Regions from separate parts of the Ovis aries genome. Here region 2 is linked to region 1. Evidence: chromatin contacts called from public Hi-C data. All regions are on one chromosome and are shown on one strand. Each heading gives the region's core, a stretch centred on a gene start, on an enhancer-like site or on the middle of the called end of the contact. The rest is flanking DNA. Distances are from core to core; before and after follow the strand shown.

The links. A called contact is a pair of places that touch in the nucleus more often than the background predicts.
Region 2: a Hi-C map of liver shows a contact between it and region 1, with 2.8 times the contacts expected there. The contact joins the promoter of RPS17 here to the promoter of PDE8A in region 1. A contact is called at or near these places in 3 of 16 Hi-C or Micro-C datasets (hypothalamus, liver and tail adipose tissue).

Annotation. Positions count from the first base shown.
Region 1 is chr18:21,970,672-21,977,705 of ARS-UI_Ramb_v3.0, forward strand. It overlaps PDE8A (phosphodiesterase 8A), which reads left to right and starts at 3,131. Exons shown (of 21, transcript XM_060401660.1): 1 at 3,131-3,744. The coding sequence starts at 3,676.
Region 2 is chr18:22,159,643-22,166,676 of ARS-UI_Ramb_v3.0, forward strand. RPS17 (ribosomal protein S17) reads right to left here and starts at 2,475. Exons shown (of 4, transcript NM_001280688.1): 1 at 2,324-2,475; 2 at 1,734-1,839; 3 at 1,041-1,106. The coding sequence starts at 2,475. CPEB1 (cytoplasmic polyadenylation element binding protein 1) reads right to left here. Exons shown (of 11, transcript XM_042235129.2): 11 at 6,455-7,034.

The sequences.
Region 1 (7,034 bases), core at 1,881-4,380:
GGAGTCGAGGGTAGCAGGGAGCTGGCACTGGAGGCCGAGCCCCCTTGTTGGGAGTGGAGGAGTCTGAAATAGCAGGAGCGAATAGGGTCATTCTGAGAAAAAGGGTGCATAGTGGGTGGTTAGCTCTAAGCTCCAGGAGAATCCTGAGTACCAAGGTCCAGAGCCAAACAGAGGAGAGAAGTGCTGAGGCGCACCTGGGTTGTGGAGTCAGAGGACAGCACCTGGAGGCTTCCCTCTGCTGTCCTCACCTATGGGAACTGCTGCTCTCTCTTGCGGTTCTTCAGGGCGGATCGTCCAGTGCCTTACCAGAGAAAGGCAGGAACACTCAAACACTGTACTCAGGGCTTGGGAGTACAGAGAGAAATGAAGGTAAGCCGGCCAGGGGCCTGGAAAGGATGGTCAACAGAGGTTTTGTATCTGGGGTAGCCAGATCCTCCCTATCCAGGTGCAGAGGGTATGGCTAAAGGGTTCCCCCTTTCAATCGCACAGCTCAGCCTGGTTCTATGTTTTCATTTCCCTTCATCCCTTCTGGAGCTGGGATGGGATGAGAGGGTACATACCTTTTCACCAAACAATTCAACTTTTAGGAGTCCATCTTAACAGAAAAAGATGCATTCAAGGATGTTCAATGCAGCCCTGCTTGTGATATTCTAACAGCTGTGTGTGTGTGTGCATGTGTGTGTGTGTGTGTGTCTGATTATTTAACATAGAAACAGGTCTGGTAGCATATGGTCCAAACTGTTAACAATAGTTACCTCTACGGAAGGAAGGGACTGGGGAAGGAAGAAAGGCTTTCCTTTGTTTCTGCACATTTTATATACTTATGCTAATTTTAACTTTTTTTTTTTTACTATTTTTCTAGCACATATGAATGTGATTTTAAAAGATTTAAAAATCACATTGTACAAAATCTTGCAATTTAGAGAAATGAACCGAAGTCTGATGCCAGATTTGTAGTGGTATGGATCCTCGGGGTAATTTTATTTCCTCCAGCAGTTTTCGTCAGTCTAGGGGCAGGCCTGCAGGAAGATGGTGTTGAAAGGACCCAGGAGAAGTTGGCAAGCTAAGACACAGGCGCTCAGTAATTATTCTGGGCATCTGACATCAGTTAGCCTATTTAATCCCTGAGGGGTAGATATCATTAATCCTAGATTTACAGTGAAGGAAAGTGGCTTGGAGAGAGGGCTTGTGGCAGGACTGGGATTCGCACCTCAGGGTGTGGGATCTCTCCTGCTCTTGGCTGCTTCCAGCCCAGTTCAGTGGGGAGGCAAGGAAAGGAGCAGAAAGGTGGGCGCCAGTAGCAGCCTTTGAATGCTGACTCCCAGGTAGGGGAGGAAAGAAGGCCGCGAGGGAGCTCCAGTTGTTAAAGAAAAAGGATCAGCTTACGTGTAAGAGGCGCGTAAACCAAGTTGGTTTGGGTTTTACATAGAATAAAGCTGTGTGGAGCACTGCATCTTCACGTCTCTCATGAACTGGGGAGGGGCCAGACGACTGAGGAGTCTCCTGGAAATGGGCTGTGTGTGTGGGGGTGGGTGGGAGTGAGGGTGCCAGGCTGGCCTCTGTCTCTCGGCTGAGTCCTTTCCTGGTCCCATTTACCTCATGCAGAATAAGAACTGAAGTTGACATTCATTGACAAGTTTGAGCCTGGTAGGGGGTCAAGCAGTCCTGTTTGAGGGTCCCTGCAGTTGGGGGCGGGGAGAATGGATTGGGGTGGCGGGGGAGTATGTTCTGCATGCCACCAACTTCCAGATACCCACATGGCTGGGGGTGCCTCTCCTGCAGCAGGAGTAGGGTTGTGTGTGAGCTCTCTTCACACACACCTATGTGGAGGGATTCTTCACAGGGGCTCCGGAGTCCTGGGTGAGCCAGTGAGTGGCACATACCAGTGAGGTTCGGGTTGGTTTTGTCACTGCGACTCCTTTTGTGTCCCTTGTCACTGAGGTCTGGGGAAACTGGGTAGAGAAGTGTTCAGGGACTTTGAGGTTCAGATGATGGCCAGGGAAGGAGGGCAGTGGTGGAATTGATGCTAGCTAAGGTGAGGGGGGAAGCTGTGACTTCCTGGAGTGTTCCAGGCTGAGTTCCAGAGTATGAATGGAAGTGAGTGGGGGGTTGCTCCTTGTGACCCCAGAAGTAGGCAAATGTCTCCCACCATTCCTGCCTGCTCCTACTTCATTCTTGGTTTTAGGTCTCTAAGTTTAGCATTCCTAAATTGCAGACCTGGAAATCAGTTAATGTGACTATGCAACAGTTCTCTGAGAACAGAGGGTAAGTGACCAGCTCACGATAGCACAGGGCAGCGCAGGAGGCTAGCTAGTGGATAAGGGGATCAGGGTCAGCTGGGGGTAAGTGTCCTCACCCCTAATTAGAGCAGGGCTCAAGGATGTCCAGAGAGAGGCCAGGACAACAATGTCCTGTATTAGAAGGTGGGCCCAGGAGGCACCCTGGAGTGCTGGAAGGAGGCAAGGTCAGTGCTGGTAGTCATCAAGGCCAGACTTCTCAGTGAGGCAGAGCAGGGAGGACAGAGGGTCTGAGACAGACTTGCAAACTCTCTGATGGTTGAAAGCATTTTCTTCACCAATTACTCTTTATTTAGAAGAGTCATGGTTCTGCCTGGAAAAATTACCTTCTAAATCCAGGAGCACTGAGGCAGAAAACACTGCAGTGCTGGTAGAATTACTGGTGATAGTAAAAATCTTCCCTTGTGTCTTTTAAGACATCGTCATTGAGCCGTTGGTATTTTTATAAGGCAGGGAGGGTATTATGATTATTGCTAAATGTGCTTGAACTTGATAATATAAGTCATGTGCCAGTGGCTTGGGCCAGCTAGGTTAGTAAAGAGGGCCGGTAGAGGGAAGCTGCTCCCCGGTTACCGGGCCTTTCTGCTCTGCTGCCCTTGGGGAACTGCCCGGTGCCCACCTCGGGCCCTAAAGATCCCTGCTGGAGAGGGCGCGGGGGCTGTGGATCTTAGATTCCCTAGCACCCTGAAGCCTGAGCCGCCGCAGGGAACCCAGCGCTGGAGCCTCTGCGGCAGTGCCAGCGCCGCAGCAGGGACTCCAGCCCGGAATACCCCTCCAGGTCTTCACAGTAGCCGGGGCCAAGGCGGGAGTGGGCGGCACCTCAGGGTCGTTCCAGGGCCGCGCTAGGAAAGGTGTGGACGGCGGCAGAGGAAAGGGACTAGCCGTGCCGGGTCTCGGCTGACCGCGAGCCGCAGGGAGAGAGGGGCGGGAGTGAGGGTGGGTCCGAGGTGGGCAGCTCCAGGGTACGTGATGCACACCCAGGGGTGCCACTCTCCAGTTGATCGTGGGAGGAGACCTAGCACAGAAAGGCTAAGTGATTCGCCCAAGGTCACACAGTGAGCGGGTGGCGATGTGTGTGGGGTGCCCTTCTGCCAACGCGTCTGGCGTCATCACAGGCCTCCTCTGGTTAAGGACGAGTAGGACGGCATCCCCAGCCTGCCACGAAATGTGGCTTCTTGTCATCCCAGCCTCCCAGTCGCCGGTGTAGGCGGGCCTAGGGCTCCAGATCTTGGCACGCGAGGACACGGATTGAGCCCGAGTCAGTAACACCCGTCACCCCCCACCCTCCCCCTCCTGGCTCTTGAATGGCTCAGAGACAGGGCCCTGATCGAAGTCACACAGCTGCTAAGTTCCGGAGCCGGGATTCGAACCCTGAGGTATGGGTTTTAGTGGCCACAGGCCGGAGATCAGAGACCACTGGCTCGGGGGTGACCACGTGCGGCCATGGGTAAGTCTTTCTCCCTCCCGCAGCCTGGCCGCGCGCCCCTCCCGTCGTGGCCGCGCATGCTCCGTGGCGGGCGGAGCCGGGAGGCGGCGGCGGGCACCCCAGCTGCTTTGCATTGACGCCAGCACCCGCTGGAGGTCACCGCTGGGGGCTGGGCGCGGCGTGCTGCCGGCAAGACCCGGCCCGGAATACCGAGCCGGAGCCGGAGCCGGAGCCGCGCCGCCCGCAGCTCCTGAGCGAGCGCCGCCGCTTCAGCGCTTCTCGACGGCGCGGCCTCAGGTCCGCGTCCCTCCGTCCCTCCCGGGGTGGACACGGCCTTGCTGTCCCGGCGGGATTCCTCCGGCCTGCACCGCTCAACCGTTCTAGCTTTCTCCGCCACCAGCCCTCGGAGGGCATTTATCCGTGGGGCGGCTGGCGGAGAGACGTGAGAGCCCGGAGCCTCTGGAGGCGCCGGCCACAGCGCCTCCGGGGCCGGAGCGGGCGTAGCCGGGAGCGCACCTCCCCCGGGGGGTCGCGCCGCCTCACGGCGAGGGCGGCGTCGCTCGCGCGGCGGGGACTTGTCGGCTCTCGGGCCGGGAGAGCGCAAATCTCCTCCCCTGAAATTCCCCGGAAGCGCGGCGCGGCAGAGACGAGCGCGGCGATGTGAGGGGAGACGGCCGGCGGCTCCCTCCTCTGGAAGGGCATGTTCGGAGGGGCGGCCGCGGTGCGCTGCCCGCCCCATCGCCCCCTCCCCGCCGCCTCCGCCGCCGCCGCCGCCGCGCCCGCACCGCGATAAAAGGGGCGGCCGCACTTCCTGACGGGAGACCCGCGCTCGCCGCCGCCGCCGCCCGCCCAGGCGGAGATGACACGGCGCACGCGGCGGCCCCGAGGCGCCGGGCGGGCCGTTTACTGACCGGATCGCGGCTGCCCGCCAGCGTGTCCGCGGCGCTGCCGCCAGCATGGGCTGCGCCCCGAGCATCCACATTTCCGAGAGCCGTGGGGTGTATCCCGGCGGCAAGGAGGCCGAGGACGTGCCGGGCCCCGCGGCGCCGCCGCTCCCGCCCGGCGGGCCGAGCCTCCCACCCGGCCAGAAGACGGCCGCCTCGACCCGGGACCCCGGCTCCAGCCTCGCAGAGTCCGAGCCTCGCGGAGGCAGCGGCAGCAAGGTAAAGGGGCGCCGGGCGGGCGGGCGGCTCCGGGGCTGCGGTCCGCGGTGAAACCCGGGCCCCGCGGGGCGGCAGCCTTCCCGCAGGGCCGGGCGCGGCTCCGTCCTCGGCCGCGGTGCCCTCTCTCCCGGCTTTGACGGACGCCCGCGGACCGTCCTGGCCGGGGCGGCGCCGGGAGGAGGATTGACCCCGGTCCTGGGGGCCCCGCTTAGCCGAGTTGTTCAGGAGGACGCTCCCTGAACCGCGGCGTCGGTTCCCGGGGCATGTCTGTCGCGCCGTCTGGGGCGAGGAACCGCCGTGAACTTGACCAAGGCGCTTGAATCCATTCCCTACCCAGACAGCGGGTGCGGAGGACGCCTCCTCCTCCCCTCGATATTCTGGCGCGACCCTGAACGTTCAGTCAGTGTGAACTTTGTTCTTCTGGTTCTCCGGGTGGAAGGGAAGGGCGGCCAGCCTGCGAAGCCGGGGTACTGGACCCTGCCGCCCAGTTGTGTTTTCCCGGTTTGGGCTTTGCGCAAGCCTGCAGTTGCAGTTTTCCATTTTCTTTGGACTATTTAAAATGTAATCTGGAATATCAGCTTTGCTTCATTGCACATGTATTTGAGGTCCCCGTTTATTAGCATACATGTTGTTCTTAAAGCCTGTGTAATTAGAAAATACTATCAAAACCGCAGTTTTTGAAGCGTTCAGCAGAACGAAGTTAATTTATCAACCAGTCTTACTGGGACATTTGGTAACTTTGTAAAATTGCGTGTCTTCTCCAGCGCCTGTTGCCTTGGCTATGTTTTGCCAAAGTTTCTGGGCTTCGTCTTTGTTAAGGTTTTCTAAAGGAAAGGTGTTTTTCCTTTTTTTAAAAAGGAAAAAAAGTTCATGAAGACAGACTGCAGACGCTTTCTGGTTCTCTGATTTGAAATTTTAGAGCTGGAATTCATGCTTTTGTTTGTGTATTAATCTAGGGGGAAATATTCCTGTATGCACGGCTGTATAGATTGTTGAGGCTCATCAGTCTCTGCTGCTGTGTCATTTGTAGAATTGTCTTGATTTTCTTGCTTATTGCTAGATCTTCCAGTTAGAGGGTTAGAAATGGATTCATTTTCTGTCTTAAATTTCCAGCAGTCATCATACTTTTTCTACATGAAAGTGAAAAGTCTTTTTCAGTGTTGCATAACGTAGATGCAACACTCTCCCCCTCTGCTACGCGCTCTGAAAATTCAGGTTCACTCTGTTCATCGCATTTGGGAGTCCTACAGAGTCATTGAAGAACCCTGTGATGGTTGTGAACTACTTACCTAAGCTGCACTTAATACCGTTGTAATGCTTGTGGGTTAAGCTACCTAACTGACTTTTTCTTTTTTTTAAAAGTGTTACACAGGTGAAGTTGAACAGCGAAGCTTTAACTGCTTTCAAGTTTTTGACCCAGATCTGATATTGGTTATCTTGCATTAAGTACTAGTAAGTTTTTAGTTAACACCAGTAGCTTTTCAAGAAGTCTTGTGTCTTATTGGCCTACTGGGGGCAGTTGTGGATGTCCTAAATTCACCCAGGTGTCTTGTAAGCATCTCCAGTGCAGCAGTTTGCTCTCTGCCACCCACATTGTCAGGAGGACCCCTGAGTTTCTAAGAGTCTTGTCAGACCATCGTCTTGAGTGGGGACCCAGAAAAATACATTCATCATTACAGTGCTTAATCCAGTGGCATGCATATAATAGGTGCTAAATAAATGTTGAGTTTGATTTTTGTCGTTAACGGAATGATGAAACTTTTTCAGCCGCTGGAATTGGATTCCATAAAACCTCCGGTGCAGGATTTAAGGTTAGTTTTTCAAGAGGAGGAGCCAAATTATAAATAACACCACAGCCACAGAATTAATAGTCCCATGCTTGTTATTCATGAACTCCAACATGTTGATGCCACATCTCAGTTACAGATGTTTGTAATTAGGCCTGTCTAGTGAGCCACCAGGGAAGCCCAAATCAAGTGATGGTGGTGGTTTAGTCACCAGGTCGCGCCCTGTCAAGTGATGGGCAGAGGTAAATATCAGCATATTTTTAATTCACTATTTTTCTCTTTAAGGGAATGCATCTTCTGAAATTAAGATACTCAGTATGTTCTGGAAATTTAAAAACCCATGTTTAGAGAAGATAAGCTT
Region 2 (7,034 bases), core at 1,225-3,724, 190 kb after region 1:
TTTTAACGGCATCCTCAGCCTTCACCCACAAGTCTACTTGTACCCCCAGCTGTGACCAGGTATCTCCAAATGTCCCCTGGGTGCAAAATCTGTCCCTTTAAGAATACTGCTCTAAGGCTAACACAGTGCCCCTTCACTTTCAGGACCGGTCTCAGATAGGATGCATCACTCATGCAGTCAGCATTTGTGAAGGCCCAGGAAGATGAGTGGTGGGACAAGGGGAGGGCCTGCCTCAGAGCTGGCTCCATCTAAGAGCAGTGAAACCAAGGTCCTGCCACATAACCAGAAATTAATTCCTCACTTCATGCTCAAAGATCAATTTTACCATTGAAAATAAAAAGCTACATTCCAGGATAGTGGTTATTTCAGGAGAAAATAATCTATAACAGGCTTTAGCTGTACTGGTGATGTTTTTCTGAAGCTGGGTGGTAGGTATATAGGAATTCATGCTACTATTTAAACGTCTCATCATCATAAAAAAGGGAAAAATAAAGTTGCTCGAAATCAACTGCCCCCTGGACTTTGAAGCTCATGCTTTCACCAAAATGCACAAGTACTAAGATAAATCACAGAAGAGACACTTATCAGTGTGCTGAAGACAGCTGAACCACTCAAGTAGTGCCCTGTCAGCACCAGAAATGAAACCAGAGCTCATGTGAGTGGCTAGCATGTGGACACAGAAGAGCAAGAAGAGCAATGGTCACTAGACCTGGGAGTTATCGTCGCATGCACAGCAAACTCGACCTTTAGCAACCAGCTAAACCCCCTCTGGAGGTAGTCTAGCTTAGTGGTTAGAAGTGTGGATGGAGTCCCACCTCTGCCACCCACTAACCTGAAATTACCGCTCCAACATCTATAAAACGTAGACAGGAGGTACCTCATGGGATACAGTGAGGAAAACAACATATAGAAAATGTGGAGACTATCTGACATATTTTAAAGATTCAACAAGTGTTACCCCGTGGTATTACAGACAGCAGAGAGCTACTGATAGTTGGTGACCAGGGAAACCCTACTTCAGAAATTCAGCAAACACTTACCAATAGCTTCAGCATTTCCTTAGTGTCAGGATCTACTTCAATGATTTCCTGATCCAGGGCTGAGACCTAGGAGAAACAAGGCCGGCCCCAAATAGTAATGAGTTAGAGAATCTCTCACCTTCCCTGCCTTTTCTCCAATATTCTTAAATGAGGAAGAAAAAATGGGGGAGGGGTGAAGCATAGAGGGGATACAATAGGCTCCCACAAATTCAGTGTTTAAAAAACCTTAAGAAGTCACCAGTAATGCAAGGTTCTTGTGTACAGAACTTACACGGTCCTAACAGGGTGGAACACAACATACAGGCAGGTATTCACAGATTACAGGCACCTACAGCGGCTTATGGGCTTCCCTGGTGGCTAAGATGGTAAAGGATCCGCCTGCAATGTGGGAGACCTAGGTTCCACTCCTGGGTCGGGAAGATCCCCTGTGGAAGTGTATGGCAACCCACCCCACTATTCTTGCCTGGAGAATCCCACGGACAGAGGAGCGTGGCGGGCTACAGCCCAAGGGGTCGCAAAGACTCGGAGGCGACTAAGCCACAAGCACAGCTCAGCTGCTTAAGGGGGGTGGGGTGGTCTATGGAGATGCAGCTGAGGTCCCCCTGGAAACCAAGTACCTGAAACGGTTCTCAGAGACCTCCTTCTATCTTTCAAGATGAACCAGAGGTCCAGAGTAAGACCCAGAAAATTTACCTCAGGCACGTAATTGTCTCTCCTCTCTCTCTCCTCCTCCTGCAGCTTGATGGAGATACCTCTCACAGGGCCTCTTTGAATCCGCTTCATCAGATGTGTGACGTAGCTACAAAGCGCCCAAGAACACACATTGGTCCCCACGGTACACAGCACCTCTGGATGTGCACGTAGGAGTTTCAGTTCTTTACCGGCAGTGAGAAGGGAGAGGAGTCATCTTGGGAATCCTCTACATACACAGAACCTCTACACTCAGCTCCTTATGCAGGCATGGCTGTCCTCTATATTCACGTTCGTTTGTAAAACCACCAAATACTCCAACAAACTTTCGCGATCCCTCCCAACCCTCATCTGCTTTCCTTCGAGTTCCAATTTACGCAATACAGCAGAAGATCAAGTAGGTCTTTAAATATTCTCTTCCAGAGATCAACTGGGGCTAACTTCGTCCAAGCGCCATTGCCAGTCAAACAGCCAAGTATCGATGCAACGTGAACACAAGACAACTTCACCAAAAACCCCCACAAATGCACAGCTCCCAGGACCCACCCGCGGGGCCACGGAGGCCCTGGAAACCGAACTCAGACTCGACTCACCCTGCGATCTTATTGCGAAGCTTCTTGCTGGGAATAATGGCGATTTCCTCGCACACCCGCTTGTTGGTGTGGAAGTCATTGCCCAGGCGCGTGTAGTACTTCTCAATGATGACCCGGGCCGCTTTCTTTACGGTTTTGGTGCGAACGCGGCCCTGCGGGTGGAGAAAATAGGGTCACTCGCGAGCCAGGACCACCCCGCTCCAGGAAACAGCGCGGCGTCACACCCTGACCCGAGCTGGGTTCGTGGGCTGGGGCTGAGCCCGGTACAGTAAAGGCCCGGCCGGGCAGCGGTGGAGCGAGGGGTCAACGCGGAAACCAGCAACCTATGGAGGCTTCAGCCTCACAGGGCAGTGCGCGCCTCCTTACGGGCTGGGAGCTGAGGGAAACGACGGATGGCGGACGATTCTGGCGTGCACCAACTTAGAGCCAAAACACCTACCATGTTGGCGGGTCCTTGGTAAAAGAGGAAACAGGAAGCACAAGAGAGACCTATAAAGCGCAGGCCAGAAAGCCGCTTCCGCCTAGCCTGGGACGCGCTGAGCCTACTCCAGCGCTCCACAGCGACCCCTAGCGGGGCGGAGGCAAAATAGAACGGAAATGTGGACGGCCCGTCTGCATCCAGCGGGCAGAACGAGCTATTGATCCGCCCCCTGCTGGGCAAGGCTCTGCCGCTCCGCCCTGCCTATGGTCGTCTTAGGCTGGTGTCTGAAAGCCTTCCAACAGTGGTTTCCACTGCTTCTACATCGGTCCTGAGTATTCTGGAGAAGGAAACGGCAACCCACTCCGGTATTTTTGCCTGGAGAATCCCATGGACGGAGAAGCCTAGTAGGTTACAGTCCACGGGGTCACAAAGAGTCGGTCACGACTGAGCGACTTCACCTCACCTCACCTGAGTATTCATTGGAAGGACTGACGCTGAAACTCCAATACTTTCTTGGCCACCTGATGCGAAGAACTGACTCATTGGAAAAGACCCTGATGCTGGGAAAGACTGCAGGCGGGAGAAGAAAGGGACGACAGAGGATGAGATGGTTGGATAGCATCACTGACTCGATGGACATGAGTTTGAGTAAGCTCCGGGAGTTGGTGATGCACAGCGAAGCCTGGCGTGCTGCAGTCCATGGAGTCACAGAGTCGGACACGATTGAGCGACTGAACTCTATAGTGGTTGGATCCCCCAAGGGGTTGGAGGAGAGGTGCATCTCTTCCACACATGCCAGGGGCGGTGTGTGTATGTTGGGGGCGTGGTGGGGGGGGGGAGCGGGGAACGGGGACAGCGCGTGGAAGTATGGAAAAGTGAGAAGGTAGGGGATGGCCTTGCGCACCAGGTCCCCACCAAGGTCAGCCTTGTAGCCTGGTGGAGACACAAGTACAACTGGGAAATGATTATCTCACTTCCAAAGCTTTACTCAAATGTCACCTTATCAAAGGGGCTTTTCATCCAATTTATATATTAAAAGTAGCACTGTTATCCTTTTTTCATTTTTTTTTTAGCACTTCAGTTCAGTCGCTCAGTCCTGTTCGACTCTTTGTGACCCCATGAACCACAGCATGCCAGGCCTCCCTGTCCATCACCAACTGCCAGAATCTACCCAAACCCATGTCCATTGAGTTGGTGATGCCATCCAACCATCTCATCCGGTGATCCCCTTCTTCTGCCCTCAATCTTTTCCAGCATTAAGGTACTTTCAAGTGAGTCAGCTCTTCGCATCAGGTGGCCAAAGTATTGGAGTTTCAGCTTCAACATCAGTCCTTCCAATGAACACCCAGGACTGACCTCCTTTAGGATGGACTGGTTGGATCTCCTTGGAGTCCAAGGGACTCTGAAGAGTCTTCTCCATCACCACGGTTCAAAAGCATCAATTCTTCTGCATTCAACTTTCTTTATAGTCCAACTCTCACATCCATACATGAGTACTGGAAAACCATAGCCTTCACTACATGGATGTTTGTTGGCAATGCCCATATGCTGTCTAGGTTGGTCATAACTTTCCTTCCAAGGAGTAAACATATTTTATGGCTGCAATCACCATCTGCAGTGATTTTGGAGCCCCCAAAATAGTCAGTCACTATTTCCCCATCTATTTGCCATGAAATGATGAGACTGGATGCCATGATCTTAGTTTTCAATGTTGAGCCAACTTTTTCACTCTCCTCTTTCACTTTCATCAAGAGGCTCTTCAGTTCCTCTTCACTTTCTGCCATAAGGGTGGTATCATCTGCATACCTGAGGTTATTGATATTTCTCCTGGCAATCTTGATTCCAGTTTGTGCTTCTTCCAGTCCTGCGTTTCTCATGATGTACTCTGCATAGAAGTTAAATAAGCAGGGTGACAATATACAGACTTTCGTGCTCCTTTTCCTATTTGGAACCAGTCTGTTGTTCCATGTCCAGTTCTAACTGTTGCTTCCTGACCTGCATAGAGGTTTCGCAAGAGGCAGGTCAGGTGGTCTGGTATTCCCACCTCCTTCAGGATTTTTCAGTTTATTGTGATCCACACAAAGGCTTTGGCATAGTCAATAATGCAGAAATAGCTGTTTTTCTGAAACCTCCTTGCTCTTTCGACAGTCCAGCACTGCTATCCTTTTAATGCTGCTCTAGCATTCCTTAGCACATGTCACAGTGACTTGTCGAAGCTTTCTAAGCTAGGGATGAATTCTGTGACAGCTGCGTTTTGCATTGAACAGTGCCTAGTACAAAGTTCGTTCTCAAATATTTACCTGTTGGGCCCAGTTCACCTGTAGTGCCTCCAACTAAGGCACCTTCTCCAACCACCACTGCTGTCTTCAGACTGTTCCTGTCTTACCCATCCTCAAACCTAGTCCTTCTGAAGCCAACAGCACTGCCTACTAACTACGCTGGTGCCACAACAGCCTCAGGAGTACTGCTCCTTCTCTCCGCCTCTGCTGAAGTGGGTTCCAGGCCCTCACCTGACTTAAGGAAGGGCTGGGCTGCCCAGGTTGGATGAGGTCAGGGGCATCAGGCTGTGTGCCTCATCCCTCAACACCTGGACAGTCCAGTCAGTCCCTCTAAACTGACTGGGAATGGAAGGCTGAAGGAGGAAGCTCGTGCCCTGAAAGCAGCATGTGGACCAGGATGAGATTAACGGGGAGAAGAGATGACTCTGAACAGGACAGGACACCAGAAGGGCGGTCAGGGCCTCTGCTCCGAGAGGGCTGCAGGAGTTTACCAGCAAACTTCAGATTAGGCTGCAGCCAGCCGCGCCTTGGCTGACAGGACTCCCCACCCACGACGACAGTGAGTTCTTGCATCTCTTCATGGAAAGGATGCTTTGGCACACAGAGCTCCCTCCACCAATGACTAAGATGGAATCTTCCAGAAATTGCTCCAGCAGCTGGGCTCAGGCATGACCTACCTGAAAAAATCATCAGTAGACCAGGATTAATAAATCCTGGAAGCCTGTGAGGTAATAGTCCAGGTGATAGGCCCAAAGAATAGCAAAAATCTACTCCCGTTCAGCGAAGAACTGGGTCAGCACAGATGACTCCAATAGATAGGAAGCCTCCCAAGAAGAAAGCTCTGAGGTGTACAGGAGGAGCTGAGAACAAGTGGCCTGCGCCGACCCCCAAAGAACTAGCCTCTGGTCCCTCCAAGGTGGGTCTAGGATGATGAGAAGAGGAGCCCCCTCCCTGCTAAGTCACTCAGCCATGTTCTTCTCTTCACAACCCCATGGACTGTAGCCTGACAGGCTCCCCTGGTCATGGGATTTTCCAGGCAAGAATGCCGGAGTGGGTTGCCATGCCTTCCTCCAGGGGATCTTCCTGATCCAGGGATCAAACCCGTGTCTCTTCTGCCTCCTGCATTAGCAGGTGGGTTCTTTACCACTACTGCCACCTGAAAAGCCCAAGAAGAGCCCCAGAAAGTTTATTTGTGCGGCCTTTTTACATACCTGGACCAGAGGTACCCACTTACCAGAAAGGCACCTTCAAGGTGCACGAAGTGAACAAGAATGACTTAAAGGGGCAGGTCCCCTCATGGCCCCTCCATTAACCTGGGCAGGAATCCCGCCCATTATAGAAGACGCAAGGAAATGCGAGTTCTTACTCTGAAATCCCAAGTGTCTCACGGCTCCCATTACCCCACCTCAGACACAGAGACGGAACCGGGGCTCTGCTGCAACGTGTTTATTATGTGCCAAACAGCTACACCACAGCTTACTCCACACACCTGTAGGGGAGTGCAGTCTTGCCTGCATATGCTACAATGAGGTAGAGACTTCACACACAGCTTCACGAAACCCACAGAGTAGCTGGGATATGCAACAATGCAACGTCAGCTCAGCAGGAGGGAGGAGGGGCGTTATGACACTGGTTCTTTGGCACACAGCTTCCCAAAGAGGGGCAAGTAGTTTTTTTTTTTTTTTTAAAAAAAAAAAAAGGAAGGAAAGAAGAAAGAAAAAGTCAAGTTTTCAAATTCCAGTAGCATTTCAGTCGACTGCAACTGTTGCTTCATACGCTTCTCAAACGAAGGAAATCAGGGTAGGGTACTTGTCCCCTCTGAGAGAAAGGGCTCCTGTGAGCCTTCATCTGCCCCCACCAGAAAGCAGCCCTTTTTAGCTCAGTTACAAAAGAAAAAAGTCCTGTGACTTTGTGATTAAAAACTTCTATCAACCCTCCCCCCCCACGTAAGTGCAACTTAAGAAGGTGCAATAAACCATTTTAAAACTATATACAGCAGCCGCTCAAACAT